Regions from separate parts of the Urocitellus parryii genome. Here region 1 is linked to region 2. A link is a contact called in public Hi-C data. All regions are on one chromosome and are shown on one strand. The core of a region is the stretch at or near the end of the contact, and the rest is flanking DNA. Distances in the headings are between cores, read along the strand shown.

What was found. A called contact is a pair of places that touch in the nucleus more often than the background predicts.
Region 1: a contact with region 2 is called in a Hi-C map of muscle, with 4 times the contacts expected there. The contact joins the promoter of Polr2k here to the promoter of Ankrd46 in region 2. A contact is called at or near these places in 2 of 2 Hi-C or Micro-C datasets (liver and muscle).

The regions. Positions count from the first base shown.
Region 1 is chr7:36,415,634-36,418,333 of mUroPar1.hap1, forward strand. It overlaps Polr2k (RNA polymerase II, I and III subunit K), which reads right to left and starts at 1,283. Exons shown (of 4, transcript XM_026383949.2): 1 at 1,208-1,283; 2 at 654-720; 3 at 167-259. The coding sequence starts at 714.
Region 2 is chr7:36,084,231-36,086,930 of mUroPar1.hap1, forward strand. Ankrd46 (ankyrin repeat domain 46) reads left to right here and starts at 1,417. Exons shown (of 5, transcript XM_026383717.2): 1 at 1,417-1,507.

The DNA.
Region 1 (2,700 bases), core at 33-2,532, 330 kb after region 2:
TGTATTTGAATACTATGAATCTATACAATGGTATAAAAAAAATATTACTTGTGTTTGTTTTCAAAGTAATCCAAAAGTTATTACTATGTTAACAAAACTTAGTATGTACCAACCCCAACATTACTAATTTCCTCCTCATATTTATAAACCATAGTTAAAAGGATACATCTTTTAGTTCTTTTCTTGTACATTATTCTGTATCCACATTCTCTGCATCTGATTGGATCCCTGGATTTTATTTCATTTTCTGTGTGACATTCTAGAAAAGAAAACACACTTAATCAATGCCCAAAAGGAAAACATTACAAACAAGAAAATGATTTTAACTCTATTTTTTATCCAAGGCAACCCAAAGCACTAAGATATACTGAAACTGAAGAGTAGGCTGCTATTACTAAATATAGTAAGTAGGTAAGAAGAGTTGTAGGCAATGCACTTTTTCCAGGTGAGAACATGAAGTCTTAACAGGAGGTTTGGTTTTTTTTTTTCTCCTTCTTTTTCTCCCATCCCCCACCAAGATAATAGGATTGCTAAAAAGTGTTCTACTTTATAACTTTAAAGACCAGTAATCCATTTAAGGAAATAATAAATGCAATAATTTCAAGGAAAAAAATAAGGAAAATACTCTTACTTTACCTAACCGCTACTCTTACCTCCACAGATATAGATCATTGGCTGCTGCTTTGGGGGTTGAACGTCCTTCTGAGTGTCCATTCCTACCTGAAATCACAAACTCAAATATTAAATATCTCAAAGGAGCTTCTCAAAAAACCAACCAATCCCCATTTTCCCCTGAAGCTAAAAAGATGATGTCAATTCCTAATCTGTGCTTCTTTCCTAAATACTACAGATTAGGTCTAAAGGATGAAACAAAGTATTGAACCTCACCCAAAACTCACACGTTAATAAACACTTTATGCATGTTATTTCATTATAATTCTCACAATAATCCTAGTATGTATCACTCTTGTTTTAGAGATGAAAAAGTTGCCGTTTAGAAAATTAATTTGCGCAGAGAAACAGTCTAACCGAAGGGGGAAAATAATAACTCCCAACAGCTAGCTAAAAGAAACTAGAGAGAAATGACGGCAGCATCGACTTTATTCTGCACCCCGCCCAAAACTGCTCCCACCCGAGATCTTTTTAGCATATAGACACCAAAAACTTTTGGGCCAAATACCTATCCCCTAAACCCCAAGAAACATACTTAACACACCACGCAGACTTTTCCCAGCGTCTCCAAACAGAACACCAAACGTCGCGGCGTCGCAGCCAATTTCCGGCGCCGGCCAATGACGCAAGAGGTGTCTCCGCCTCTTCCGCCTCATAGAGGCCTGGGAACACGCATTGCGCAAAGGCGGTAAAGCATATGCGATTTTACCTTAGATTGATTGAGATGTCTGTTTCGCTTATAGCTATTTTCGTCTTTGAGAGAAACAAAGCATTTTAATGGTTTTACAAGTCGAAGAGGTTTGTGTTTCCGACTAAGGAAGTTGGTAGGGAAGTAAAACTTCTAGAAGGGCAGAGGGATAGAAGAGAAAATGACAAATGCGGGTGGAACCCAACCTAGCCGTTATTCTAGTTTACGTGGAAAGAACTACCAGTATTTTTCACATATAAAAGCACTTTCTGTCAGATCAGGCGGAGCAGGCAGCGACCCAAGGAGGCAGATTTAAAAGGGCTGCTGAACAGGCTTTATTGAGATGTCACTCCCAGTCGGAACTCGATCAGACCCACAGAGGGGACAGGAGAAGGATCTGAGGAGAAAATGCGTGGAAGCTGGACCGGACTGGACTTTTAAGGGGCTTACAGCAGGAAGGGAAGGGCTTGGGACAGGAAAAGGTGTTTTTAGGGTCCCTTGCCCCCTTGGAGTTGGTCAGGGGAGTTGGCTGAACTCCAGGATTGGCCAGGGGGTCCTGCTGATTGACAGGCGTTAGTCAGGAGATCTGGCTGATTGACAGGCATTTCCGCAGGCATTCCGGAGTGGGCTGCTTTGTTCTAAGTTGCCACCAAGTCGCCATCACCGACCTAATACTTTTCAGTTATGTTTTTCAGATGTTTGAGACCTGTGCTCGGGCAGTGCTGCAGCAGCAGCTTCCCGTCCTTCGCCTGGTTTCCTTTTTTGGTTTGGGCTTTGTCCTAGGCCCCCTTTTTTAAAGCAAAGACCCAGTGAGGGCAGCTATTTCTCTCAGCCGTTGCTCTAATCTAAGAGATTAATCACGTTAATTTCCCTTTCTCCCTCCCGTGTATTCGTCCACAGAATAACAAAATTGTTAAAGTGGAGGTGCATTCTTTCAAAAATAAAAGTTCTCACTGAAAATTCTGTTTATACTTGTTAGTAGGGCAAAGAAAATGAAGTTATTCGAATTGAGAATATATATATATATATTTTGTACTGGAGATTGAACTCAGGGGCACTCGACCACTGAGCCACATCCCCAGCCCTTTTTTTTTTTTTTTTTTGTATTTTATTTAGAGACAGGGTCTCACTGAGTTGCTTAGTGCCTCGCCATTGCCGAGACTGGCTTTGACCTCCCTATCCTCCTGCCTCAGCCTCAGCCCGGCCACAAGTATCTTAATCAGTTGTTAAAAAACATTATAAAGTTAATCAAAGTAGTAGGCTTTTTTCCTCCTGACATACACCATGTTTTTATTATCTTATTAAGCAGGCTATGTTCCTTTCCAGTTCTCCATCCAGCA
Region 2 (2,700 bases), core at 167-2,666:
GATATATTCTTGTGGTTCATGGTCACTTCCATGTGGCATTAAGTTATTACTGGAATGAAGAGTAACTTCCAAGAACACTCCTAGTACCTGTTATGTCATAGTCCCCAGGTGCAGTGACATGAAGAAGCCACAGTATATGTGTTGCTGGCAGTTCATTTCTTTAATCTCATTAGAGGGGAAAAGCTATCTTCAGAGTCCCTAAATTTAAAAAAAATCGAATCAAAGCAGTAATTCATGAAGAGGAAGAGATAAATTTGTAATAAAGTAATGAATAACCTCTTAGATTATTTGACATACCAGTTAATGAAGATGAGGTAATTGTATGAATATATTGTAGAAAGGCTTAAATTACTTGCTGATTTGACACAATTTATTAACATCAGTGAAGATATAAACTCAATACATGACCACCAGGAGGACATCAATGGCAAATTGATTAATGTGTCATTAATTCAAAGAGTAATATTTATGACTAGGCACCACACAAGAAAATGTGAGGTCTTATAATGGCCCTGATATCTTATAATTCTTTTTAAAAATTTTATTAGAGCATTACAATTATGCATAGCATTTGGGTTCATTCTGACAAAATACTACATGCAAGGAATTTGATTTTAATCCCATCCCACCTTTTCCTTTCCTTCATCCCTCCCATTATTTTCCCTCCTCTCCTCGATTAGAGATCTTATAATTTTTATATGAAAAAATTTGATCATGATCTCCTCAAATTTGATAGAAATCCTGAACATTTACATGACTGTGCCAAGAACTATCAGACTGACTAGATGGTCCTTGAATGGATGGACCTGAGACATCTTAGAGGGTGGCTTGGTTGAGTGAGTGGTGCTGGAATTCAGATGAGGCACCGTTACTGTGGAGGGGAAGTCTTTGGATGTAGGACCAAGTTAGTCAACTAAAAAGAAGAAGAAAGTTTTGCATGAAAGAATGTTTGGGTCATGAACTTCCCACCACACTTTTAGTTTTGGCTGTAGACATGTTGCAAAAAGTCAAGGACTACTATAAAGTGAGGTGTGAACATTCAATCTGTTTTTGAAAAATAAATCTGGGTTCTATTTTAGAATAAGAACTATTAGCCATTAGTTGGCTATTGCTATTTGGGTTCTGTGCAAGATTTGCCTAGTAGCCAGCAACTATTTATTGATGCTTATAACACCTAATAAAACGGCCCTTGCCTTTGAAACCTACATTTAATCAAGGGGGTAGAACATATACTTAGAAAAGGAGGTAAAAAGTGGAAAATGCTCCCAGGCTCCAACTGGATAAACCTCTGTTGATCTTCTTCTGTTGATCTTCTCTGTTGATGATCTTCCCTTATTTCGGAGCAGGCAGAGCCGCTGCGCAGACCTCCCACCTGCAGGGGGCGCGCCGGCAGCAGTGCAGCTAGGCCGCTCTGGCCCGGCGAGCACTCTGTCTGTCTCAGTAGACGAACTCCTCTGCTGCCAGCTGGGAGGTGCTGCTGTCGCTGTCGCCGCTGCTTGTCTCACAGGTAACTGGGCCAGGGGCCCGAGGCTGTACCTGGGCGGGAATCCCTGATATCCCCATGCCAGCCCTGAATCAGGCCCGCAGAGCCGGGCCTGAGACCTGGTCGTGGGCCATGAGAAGCGAAGGCGCTGGGCTCCCCGAACCTTGCCCGGTGGCCGCGGGGAGCCAGGCCGAGGGGGCCGTCGCGGGTCCGAGGGGGCTTCCTCGCGGGCTGTGCTGTCGGTTAAGGCCGGGGAAAGGTCCACGAGGGTTCATGCTTGCTTTTGCGGACCATGGTTGTGCTTGTCCGGGGAGGGTGTCCTGTGCACCCGCGGCCGCGATGGGGAGACCTGGGGCGGTGGGGACGCGCTCCGCGGGGTTCAGCGGGAGTCTGTGCGGAAGCCTGCCCGGGTCTAGGACACCCACAGTGCTTTCATCAGCACGGAAAGTAATGAGGAGTCGGTAAATGGAAGCTGTGGAGATGTGAGTGCACTGTCCAGAATGGCATGTGGCCCTGGAGTGCCCGTGATAAGACAGGATTTGCACACTTTCCACATAGGCCTCAGGTGATCACAGACCTCCACTCCGAATTAATATGCAGTGCTAAGAAGCAGATCATTTTCTCTCCAGATTGTCCAGCTGCCTTGAGAAAAAGGCATTTATTCTTTAGAACGTTCCACTGTGTTCAGAATTGGCTGCCAAACATAAGGTAAACGTGTGCCACTGAATTGTAACACTTTTCATTCTTCAGGGAACAGTAGTTGCCTAGGAGATTCTTGGTTTAAAGAGCTGTTTTATCAGTGGTGTGGGGATGATTTTCTTTATATTACAATAGTAGCTATCTTCAGTGCTTATTTTGTGTCACTGTTGTGCCAAGTGTTTTAAATACTACTGATTTTATTGAATACTTGCACAATGTTATAAGATACCTTTTCCAACTTGCAGATAAGGAAGCTGAAGCACAGTCAAAATTAACTTGTGGGAGGTCAGGCAACTGGCAAAGGATGAGCAGAATTTGAGCTTCATCTCCCTTATTCTATTGTCTGCTTCTGTTATTGGTCCAAACATGGTAATTCCCTGTAATTTTTTATTTACTAATTTGATTTGTAGCTCAAACTGATTTCTCTCAGACTTAATATGTGTGACTATAAGCAAGAGTCCTGAACCAACTACTTTTTATTTAAAAGGAGTTTAGTGAGAAAAATGTTTGCTCACCAA